Regions from separate parts of the Mus musculus genome. Here region 2 is linked to region 1. The links are chromatin contacts, called in public HiChIP or PLAC-seq maps. All regions are on one chromosome and are shown on one strand. Each heading gives the region's core, a stretch centred on a gene start, on an enhancer-like site or on the middle of the called end of the contact. The rest is flanking DNA. Distances are from core to core; before and after follow the strand shown.

Evidence for each region. HiChIP or PLAC-seq counts read pairs in DNA pulled down with a chosen protein or histone mark.
Region 2: a FOXA1 HiChIP or PLAC-seq map of pancreatic cancer cells shows a contact between it and region 1. The contact joins two enhancer-like sites. A contact is called at or near these places in 2 of 39 promoter capture datasets (hippocampal neurons and liver) and 1 of 115 datasets of contacts at active chromatin or transcription factors (pancreatic cancer cells).

The regions. Positions count from the first base shown.
Region 1 is chr11:54,058,376-54,063,656 of GRCm38.p6, reverse strand. Pdlim4 (PDZ and LIM domain 4) reads left to right here. Exons shown (of 7, transcript NM_019417.3): 2 at 1-22; 3 at 3,641-3,719. Among named protein-coding and RNA genes, the nearest start is that of Pdlim4, 8.0 kb to the left of the region's middle. RefSeq lists an enhancer at 4,242-5,281. Within about 2 kb of position 3,141, at least 164 of the 459 cell types and tissues checked have an H3K27ac peak or open chromatin away from gene starts, as enhancers often do. A contact at or near this core is called in pancreatic cancer cells, where this site is marked.
Region 2 is chr11:54,949,722-54,955,002 of GRCm38.p6, reverse strand. The region is part of intron 2 of Tnip1 (TNFAIP3 interacting protein 1); the gene reads left to right. Among named protein-coding and RNA genes, the nearest start is that of Tnip1, 11 kb to the left of the region's middle. Within about 2 kb of position 2,137, at least 47 of the 459 cell types and tissues checked have an H3K27ac peak or open chromatin away from gene starts, as enhancers often do. A contact at or near this core is called in pancreatic cancer cells, where this site is marked.

The sequences.
Region 1 (5,281 bases), core at 1,892-4,391:
ATCTTACGCTCTCGGTCAGCAGGTGTGTATGGGCAGGCTGGGCTGGAGACGTGATCGGAGTGAGGAGGGGTGCTAGCCAGTCTGGTGAGCTGAGCCAGCCCAGCCTTTGTGCCTCACTCCGGCCCAACCTAAGCATTGGTGCAGTCATGGTGCTTAGACAGCACTGGTTAGAGCTGGGAGGAGCCTTTACAATCCAGGGTTTGGAGCGCTTTGCTGCCCTTGTGGGAGCAGAAATAAGATCTTAAGCTGGGTGGTGCACACCTGTAGCCCCAGTACCTAGAAGGCTGAGCTAGGAGAAGCAAACATTCAAGGTTAGTCTGAACTGTGTGGTGAGATCTTATCTCAAAGCAAAAGCAACCGCCCCACCCTGCACCTCCCATCAATCCTTTTCCCTCCACCAAGGACCAGTCTGATGCACAGCTCATCTTCAGACTAACTTACAAATGTAAAACCTAGCGTAGGCCCCACTTTACAGATGAAACTAGCAAGGTAGAGGACACCTAAAGTTGCATAGCCAGGCAATAGAGAGTAAGTGAGCATGCTCTCTCTTCTCTCTCCTCTTCTTTTCTCCTCCCTCTCTTTTCTTCTCCCCTCCCCCACTTCCCCCTCTTCCTTCCCTCCCCCTCTCTCTCTTCTTTTAGTGGCTGCCAACCTTTCTAACCAATCCCACAGCTGTTCTGCCTCAACAGCTGTCTTTACCAGGGCCTATGACTCTGTCTGGTTAAATCTGGATTTGGAACAGGCTTTCCTTCCGTGGACCTTGTAACGAACGCTGAGTATCCCGTCGTCATGAAGGTGCTGTGGTGAACACTCAGCCCTTTCCTGGGCTTAGGCTCTGCCTTTTTAATCAGTTCCCACTAGCAGTTGGCTTAATTCTGGCTGAGTGAGAGCTTCATCCGCCTTCCCTGCCTGGGCCCAGAGGACATAACTCAGTTTTGCCACATTCACTGCTAACGGGGACTTTCCACGACCCCCCGTGGATCTGTGTGGGCGAAACCATCCCCAAACCACAACACAGTTAACCCATGCCTGATTGATCCATTGGCTCGGAGCTTTTAAACACAACGAGAAACGTTATTAGGTAGCCCCTGTTTGTGCCTGGCCCGTAGCCAGGTCCCTGTTGGGCTCAGGAATCTTGGACATGCCCTTGGCACTGAGCAGCCCAGCTGCAAGTCTTTATTCCATTGGGCACACAGCAAGGACGCCTCAGCTTCATCTAGACCCTTCTATCTTAGGTACCCACAAGGGCTCTATGAGCCTGGGTTTCTTTCCCATACATCCAGTTCCTTACTCTCTGCCAGACTGCGGCATGGCTGGTTAAGGAAAGCTTTGCCCGCAAGTAGCCTCTGAGGCCTCCCAGCTTGGCTGGGTTCCTGGGCCCTGACTCACCTCTGGCTTTGTTCTCTAGCTAAATGAGGGCAGCCCTAGGGATGGCAGAGCTGTGAGGAGGCTCAAAGGGTCCTGAGTCAGGAGATTCCCAGAGAGAATGATGTCAGGGATGGTAGCAGGGTGGAGGTCCCCTTTCCTTCCTTCCTTCCTTTCCTGGTCATTTGTTCCGATCTAGGCATGGATGGAGCCAGAAGGCCACTGCTGTGTTGCATTTTGGGAATTACAGCCCCAGCATGCAGTGTGGCCACGGGACAGATGAGTGTCCATGGTCCATGTCACAGTGCCGTCTGACTTCCAACAAGTGCTTTATGCAGACCCCAAACCTCTCCAATCCTAAATCAAGGGCTGCCTTGTGACCTTGACACTGAGTAGTAAGGAGGTGCCAGGCTCTCTCAGTCAGAATGACACCCTAAGACTCTCCCTCCCTCCACCATCTCCAGTCCTCCCTCACACACCAGACTTGGGGCAATTTGACCACGTGGCCACCTAGACTAGACCCTCAACCCAACCCTCTTTCTACTGGGCTCCCTTACAGGCCTCTGTCTCTGCTCCCTGTTCAGCCCACTCCTCAAGGCTTATGCCTGGGCCCCAGACACATCCTCCACCTCTTTAAGAGGCTCTGCTGAGGGCCAGCCAGCCTAATGACCTGGCTAGAGTGAGGGACTTGGCATTCTTAGAACAGCTTCCCTGCCTCTGGTGCCCCACTGATTCTCCCACAACCTGAGATATGCAGGAAAGGCTTTGTTTCCTTCTAGACTTATTTTCTATGGGGCCAAAGTCAGGCTTCCAATAGTTCAAGTCAGATCCCATTGTACTGTAGATCAGGACCTTCCTCCTATCAACCACAACACTGCCATGATAGTCTTTATTGCCATCGCTTGTTGCTTTGCATAGCCCAACCTTTGCTTCTCCTTTTGTTTAAACAAGCTTACTACTCACCCGAGGAGCCCTGAAGGAGAGCCCACTACATGACTAAGCCCTCCGTTCTTATCTGACATCTTAGGCCACTCTCATGGCCCTTAGACCACAGGTTTGTGCCATTCTTGGGCAGGTATTTAGAAAAGCATCCAGACAGGGCATCCCTGGTGTGTCATGACTAGAAGTCAGAGCAAGTAGAAGACATGGTTGGAGATATTTTAAAGGGGTCACTCGGGAACCTAGCTGTGTGGCTAGAGCCAGGGCTGTGAGGAAAGGATTGGGCCCCAGAAGACTGTGGGCAGTGTGAACAGAGATGAAAGCACAGAATCCATGTGGACGTAGTGTCAAATCACCGAGCCATTGCGCTGGGTATGGTGGCACACTGGGGAGCAGAGGTAGGTGGGTCTCTTTAAGGTCAAGGCCAATCTAGTCTACATAGTGAGTTTCCAGGACACACAGGACTACATAGAGAGACCTTGCCTCAATCAATCAATCATCAATCAATCAATCTTCCCTGAAAAGGAGGCATGAGTGAGCTTCAACCCCAGTCATAAGACTTTGAGAGGCCTCAGGAGGCCTCTTGGTTAAGGAACATTATTTCCACACTCTAACCAGCCTTATTATACATCGCCTGCCAACCCAGGGTCCACACACCCTCCTGGCTTGCCTTCCATAGAGCTACTGAGTGGCAGGGCTGGGCCCACAGCCTTTAGGCCTGCCCGTCCTGCTTATGGCAGGTTTACGATGTTTTTCTCCCTCCTGAGTGGTGTTTGGCTTTTGGTTTCTATGGCGAAGCAGGAATTTCCTAATGGCCTGTTTCCCATCTGGGCTGGGCAGACCTCAGTGATGACTCTGCCTGAGTGGGTGGAGGCAGCAGGACGGGAGGTGCTCCCCCACAGCCTCCATTTCACCTCCCCGAGAGCCACTCAGGCCCCGGCCAGAGGCTACGGAGGTCAGAGGATGAGCCGACTGGCTCCCACTGGCTCCCGGCTTATCCATGTGTGAGGCCTGGCTTGCCTTGCTGTGCCCTGAGCCTCCTGGAGTGGAGTTTCTGCAGGCCACCATGAGGGAGGAGAATGTCTGAGGTGCAAGCCCTCTCCTGCAAGGTCTTTAGGAATGAGACCAGAAAGGCACCAGGCCACTGGCAGGAAAGGGAGCACAGCTCTGCCCCAGGAGGGTGACGACCTGAGCTGTGGCTTCTTGCTTCAGCAGACAGCACCATGCTAAAGAGAGGGGGAATGTTGGATATTTCTCTTCTCCCCCAGCTCTGGTTTCAGGCATGGGATGGAGACTAATAAGCAGACATATCTCACTATCCCAATTCCTGCCACAGGCCTGAGAATAAGAACTGGCCCAGTGCTCCTGATGACAAGGCTCAAGCACATAGGATCCACATTGACCCTGAGTCCCAGGTAGGTATAGACACTGCTCACCTGGCCCAGCTAGCTCAGAGTGAACCCAGGACAAGAGGCAGGCATGGCCAACAGACTTCAGTGAAATTCTCACACTGATGGTCAGACAGCCAGGGTATACTGAAGTAGACAGCTCCTCTAGGACATGCCTGCTTCTATCCCTTGCCCTGGAGCCCCTGCAGTGTGCTTGACCCAACTCCAGGCTAGCCTGCATTCTTGGCTAGGGTGCCTGGGATGGGATGGGGCTGGGCTAGGTCTTGGCTCAAGATCTCTCCACACAGAGCTGAAGTTTACTCCCACACCCAGAGAGACCCAATCAAAAAGAAGTCAGCAGGCTTAGAGAGAGATGAGGGTAGGCAGGTGGCTGTGAGGAATCAGGCTGTGGCCATTCCTGTCTTGCACGACCCTCATGCACTCTAAAGCTGGAGAGGTCCCTTTTCATGTCCCAGAGGAGTTGCAGCTGTCACACTGTCCTCAAGGAGAGAGAGCAAACCTGGCTGCACTGAGTTCTCATGAGAAGAGAAGCCAAGTGCACCAAATTCCAGATACCTAGACCATGCTCCACATCCCTGGACAAGGTCACTCCTGGGCTAATCTGTGATGTAGCTTGAATCCAGAGTACTCAGTATGAGAGGTGTGGCTTCTGGGCCTGCTCTTGTCTGCTCTCTCCACATGGAAGAAAAAGGACCAGGACAGAGAGACATTTCAATAAGAAGTCAGAGAGGGCTCTCCAGAGGAAGGAGATTCAAGTCCAAACCTTAGGACCCAGACAGAGCGGGTAGGAAGAGGAAATGCACCCCACAAGCACCTGAAGCCCAGGGGTGCGTGTGCTTTGAGATCAGAGCAGTGACAGGGGAGGTTGGTGAAGGCAGAGGGTGAGCTGATTTGTCCCAGACTTCAGCTCATCCCGGGAAACATTTGGATCTTAGTAGCTTGCTTTGTCTGAGGCCCTTCAGGCAGGGAGAAGAGAACAGATTTGGCAGAAGGAAAAAAAAAAAAAAAACAGGCAACAGGGAGCAGAAGGCGGGCGGGCTGTTCCTGTGAGACGCCTGGCTCCTCTCAGCATCAGTGCTGAAAGGGACAGGGCAGAGACTAGTTGGGAGCGGAGGGAGTCACCAGGGACTCAAGGCCAGTGGGCTCCAGGGGGCTCCCCTGTGGCGTTTGAAAGCTGGCATGGCAATATGCCTTTCCTTTGGGGTTGGGAGGCTGGGACTGAGAGTAGCTTCAAACAGGGTCTGGTGGCTAGAGCTGCAGGGGGACTTCTCCTGCCCCCATTCTTTTTCTCACAGTTTTTCTTCAAAGGCCAGCAGCGATGGTCCTTACTCCTTACTGTAAGGGGAGTGAATTTCCACAATCAACAGAGCAGTTTCCTTAGCTGCTGCCCCCCTTTTGTATTTAAAAGGTCGTAGGCTCCATGGGTGGCGACAAAAACACCCTCCCCGCCTCTGCGGGGCTGTGTCCCCAGGAGCACAGACACAGGGCTCATTGTCCCCACACTGCCCCCTCCTCTGAGTGTGGAGGTGGGGCTGGCTGGAACCATTTAGGGAGAAGAAAACTACACT
Region 2 (5,281 bases), core at 888-3,387, 890 kb before region 1:
TCGCAGGTAAGGACCTAGACGAAAAGAGAAAGAGGAGGAAAAGAGAAAGCAGGAGGTCTCCATTAGACATGATGGACCGGGAGCACGTGTCAAGTAAAATGCCCCTGAAGGACAGACTGATAGAGCAGAAATAAGCTGAAACTCAAAACAACAAATACTTGAGTACAGCTGAGAATTAGCCTGTCTAGCTTTAGAAAAATAGATCAGGGGCTAATTCGACCAGTAATTGTGCTGGAGCTGTTCGGATCTCTTTAATCTTAAATTATTCAGTCTTAATTATTGGGGGCTGGTCGGGTCAAATTAAGAACTAATAGAGTTTTTGATAACATTTAAAGCAACACCAAGCAACTTGCAGATTGGAATCACACAACTAGTGAATTGCAAAGTCAGGATTCCAACCTGGTTGTTGGCTGCAAAGCCCCCTGTTCCATCCCCATTAAGCTTGTTTTGTAAGGGGCTTTAGTGCACACAGGTGCTGGGTAGATACAGTGAGTTTCTGGGAATAATTTAGGAGTGATTCTTTTTTCTACTTTGGGCTGTGTTTAACAGCCGTGCACCGTGGGACCGTTCTATGTTTCTGTGTGAGATCACGTGTGTGGAAGTGGGTTGTGCTGTGCCTGTATTCATCTTGTACCCGGCAGTGGGTGGGAATTTGGTGCTGTCTCTGAGGAACTGTTTTGGTAAAGGGGAGGGAGGGACTTTTGTGGATGAAGCAAAAGTCTCTGCAGCAGCCGTCCCCACCCCCTTGTTGAATGGCAGTGTGGGAACCGTGTGAATTCCCGATGCCTCATTTTGATTTCACAGTCAGTCAGAGTGGGATTTGATCAGCTCTTACTCACAGTGCCAACAATGAGGGGTGTGGTAGAGGGGAATTCACACTTGTGAGTGGACTGTCGGAGGACTCACAGAATTGTTTTTTGGTCCTTGAGGGAGGACATTGTGTTGGGAGAGTGGAATATTCACACTAGCTAAGCAGGCTCAGCGTTCCTTTGTATCTAGTAAATGGCCTGTAAAACTAACGCATAATGGTAATTCTAGTAACCTTACACTGAGAAGTTGGCTTCTGACCTTTAATGCTGGTCTTCATGTTGTGGTGACTCCTAACCATAAATTTTGTTTGTTTGTTTGGTTTTTTGAGACAGGGTTTCTCTGTGTAGCCCTGACTGTCCTGAAACTCACTTTGTAAACCAGGCTGGCCTGGAACTCAGAAATCCACCTGCCTCTGTCTCCCTTCCAAGTGCTGGGATTAAAGGTGTGCGCCACCACTGCCTGGCCTGAAAAGTTTTTTAAATGTGTAGTTTTTACATTCAGAAATTATTTACTCTTTTGCGTATTTATTTATTTATTTATTTATTTATTTTGAGAGAGAGTTTCTTAGTCCAGGCTGACCTTAACCCTGCAGCTCTCTGTGCCTACTGGCACTACAGGGGTGTTCCACCATGCCTGATGTCATTTATTCTTTCTGACCTGATAGTGTCTCATATTTTAGCTGGACCCTCTGTCCGATTTCAATTTTACATGTATTCATTTGTACTTGGAGGTGAGTGTGTGCCTGGGTATCCATACCCAAGTGGAAGTCAGAGGACAACTTTCACCAGTTGTCTTTTTCCTTCTATCATACTGGTTTCTGGACTTGAACTCAGGTTGCTGTGACAAACACCTCTACTCTCTGAGCTATCTGGCCAGTTCTAAATTGTTATTTTGTTTTATTTTGTAATAGGGTTCTTTATAGCCCAGGCTGGCCTTCAAAACTTCTGATCCTCCTGCATCAGTTTGAGTGCTGGCATTAGAGGCATGCACCACTATGCCTGGTTTATAGGGTACTGTGGGGTTGAACCCAGAGCTTCATTTATGCTAGGCAAGCCCTGTACCAAGTAAAGTACACCCCTAGTCCCAAGGGCTATGTTCTGCTGCTGGCTTAGACTGTCGTCATGACTGTGTCCTGGGAAATTAGTTAGGTATTAGTCCTCTGTGGACACATTTAATCTTTACCCTCTGGGAGCAACAGATGGGAGCATTCAGTATTTTTATATATCTGGTCATGTTGTCCCCTCCACGTGGGTGACCTGTGGGTGTGGGTGCCTGTCCCTGGATGCCCGTAGCAGCTCCCTTGGGGCCCCAGGAAGCCATGGGTCTGACTCATTCCTTCACCCCCAGTACTGTGTCTCTGGCCCGGATGTCCCGGCTGGGTCAGACGGACCTGGTTTGAGTATGGTGGTGCTCTGAAAGGTTATTTGTATGCCTCCCTCCCCTGGGTGCTGGCTCCCTTCTGTGCCCACTGTGATTTGGCAGGCCCTGCTACCTGCTTTTTCCCAGCCGTGTGTGTTCTCAGCCTGTTCTCACACTGAGCCCTTATGCCTGCCATCCCAAATGCCCTGACCAGTTTCTAGCCCTTCCCATGGCTGCTTTTTCCTTATCTGTCAAGTCTCAGCTCAAATGTCACCTCCTGAGAGGGGGCCTTCCCTGCTCTTCCTATGCAAAACACACAGCCCTCTCACTTTCTGTCATGTTACTACTTTGTTCATTCATTTATCATGATCTAAAGTAGATTTATTTGTGAGCCAAGTATGGTGATGCAGACATTTACTCCCTGCCCTCAGGAGACAGAGGAAGGCAGATCTCTCTGACTTCAAGGCCCGCCTGATCTCCAACCGTGAGTTCTAGGATGGATCGCAGGAGGAAGTGTTTCAGCTGCCTTCAGCTGGGTGGTGGTCAGGCTGTATCTGTATGCCAGAGCTTGTTTTTGCCTTCCAGGGCTCCTCCTGGCTGGGAGCTCTTTGTGACAGCATCAGGAGCCAGGGGACAGGCTAGCCACCGTGGATGTGGCTTGGGTATAAAGTCTTTCAGGAGCACCTGATTGATAACGAGGGATTTCCAGAAGTAAGTGATGGGGGCCCTGGAAAGATGGAAGGTACAGAGTAGGGCCTGGGCCTTTTAGGGGGCTGGATGGACATAGCAGATAGTGTGTAAGGTTGTGCTTAGTTGGGGAGCTGTTAACTGGGCTGGGCAAGACCCCCCAAAGATCCCAGGCATGGGAATGTCTGTCTGGACACTCAGATGGCTGGGCTGCAGCCGAGCTGGTGGGTCTCAGTGCTAACTGTGAGGCTAGAACTGTCTCCTACTCCCCTGTGACTGACAGCTCCTAGTGCAGACCAGGTAGGTTCTGCACGCAGCTCTAAGGGATGGCAGTGTCACCCCTCAGCATTGTGGGAGATCTGTCTGCATACTGGCTGAGGCTATGGCTGAGGCTGTTAGAGTCTTAGCCCCAGGCGGCAAGTAACCCCACTTCCCAGGCCTCTGGATAACTCACCTCAAACCCTTTCCTGGCCTGCGTTCTGTGCCAAGCCCTCTCTGTGTTGGTCCTTTGCTCTGTCCCAGATGTTGGGTGGAGGGTATGGCTCAGTTAGTGGAGTGCTTACCTACCATGAGTGAACTTGGGTTCTAGTCCCAGTATCACCTAAGTCAGGTGTGTTGGGGAACACCTATGATCCCAGCACTAAGAAGATGGTGATGGGAGCCAGAAGTTCATGATCACTCTTTGCTAATGTTTTGAGTTCAGGGCCAGCCCCTGTCTCAAAAATCCAAACTAGATGAATTCTTCAAATGGTAAAACCCAGCCATTGGATGCCCCCTCCCTTGTCCATTCATTGGGTGGTCTCCATTGACTCCAGCTGGGCCAGGCCTTTCTGTGCCCTCTGGTGATATCTCTGGCTTGCCCCTCTGCTCCCTGTCTATCTTGAACCCAGGAGAGGTGTCATGTCTCCAGCTATAGACAGACCTAGGCAGCCACCAGGCTGTTGGAGGAAATTATTTCTCTGTGTTCTTCCCGTGACCTCCACAGGACGATCACACCAGAGACTGGAAAGGGTGACTGCTGAGGACTGTCTGCGTCCTTTCTGATGGCTGTCCCTGAAGGGCTGGCTATCCTTCGCTCACTAACCTTGTCTCCAGGCTATTCCCTGAGCCCTGGGGCACTTTGTCTGCTAAGCACAAGGGTGGACACAACACGACCTCAGCCTTGGCAGGCACGTGGGGATGAGGGAGTGCTGGCTCTGGGGCCCAGTCACTGGACCCTGAGATGATTCTTGTAAAATGGAGGAGCCCCTGATTCAAGGGCCTGTAGTTCCCTCTGCCCTGACCTTCACCTGGCTAGCCTCGGCTCACTGCCAGTCACTGTTTTTTGAGACAGGCTCTCTCTTCCTGGCCTAGGACTCACCAATTAGGCTACACTGGCTGGCTAGTCAGTTCTGGGAATTTCCCTTCGTCCACCGCCTCAGCTCTTGGATTATAGACAGTGTCCCCAGGCTGGCCTTGCATTCATGCTGGAACTGCAGGTGTGAGCCACTATGTTTGGCTTCTGGCTTTTTAGATTTATTATTACATTTATTGTGTATCTGTGTGAAGGTCAGGGGACAACTTATAAAGGAATGGGTTCTCTCCTATCATATGGGGGCCTGATATCAAGCTCCAGTTGTCAGTTTAGGGAGCAAGCACCCCCTTCAGCCACCTCACTACTCCCCCCCCACCCCTGCCCCGCCATCTTTAAATGTGTGTTCCGGGGCTCAAACGTAGGCTTTTGTGCTCGTGTGGTAAGCTCTTTACTGACTGAGCTATCTCCCCAGTGTCCTCTTCCCACCATATTTGGTATAAGGAGAGTTCTCAAAACCTGGCATCTTCCCCTGAGAGGGGACTTACAGGGTTGCATAAAATAGCTGTGGCACACCCTTAATCCCAGCTCTTGGGAGGCAGGGGCAGGCAGATTTCTGAGTTTGAGGCCAGCCTGGTCTACAGAGTAAGTTCCAGGACAGCCAGGGCTATACATAGAAACTGTCTCAAAAAACCAAAGAGAAAGAAAGAAAGAGAGAGAGGGAGGGAGGGAGGGAGAGAGGGAGGGAGGGAGGGAGGGAGGGAGGGAGGGAGGGAGGGAGGGAGGGAGGGAGGGAGGGAGGAAGTTAGTTAGTTGTGGCATTTGGGCTCTGAGAGATAGGCTACCCTCTTGTCCTGACGTTGGCCTCTCAGCTGATGGTCAAGGCCACCCTGGCTCAGTGATGCCTAGTGTCAGTTCTGGGCTTTAGCTGAGGGGAGGAATGTGGGTATGAAGGACAGTGGATGTGGTAGATAGGCTGCCAATCAACCCTTTGAGGCTTGCTGGTGACAGGAGCATTGGGACTGTGAAGGGATACTGTGATTTAAGACCCACTTTGATCCTGGAGGACTAGTCTTGGGTTAGGCCTTGCCCTCTGGACTTGGCTTTCTGGGAGCTGGGATCATGTTGGGTGTG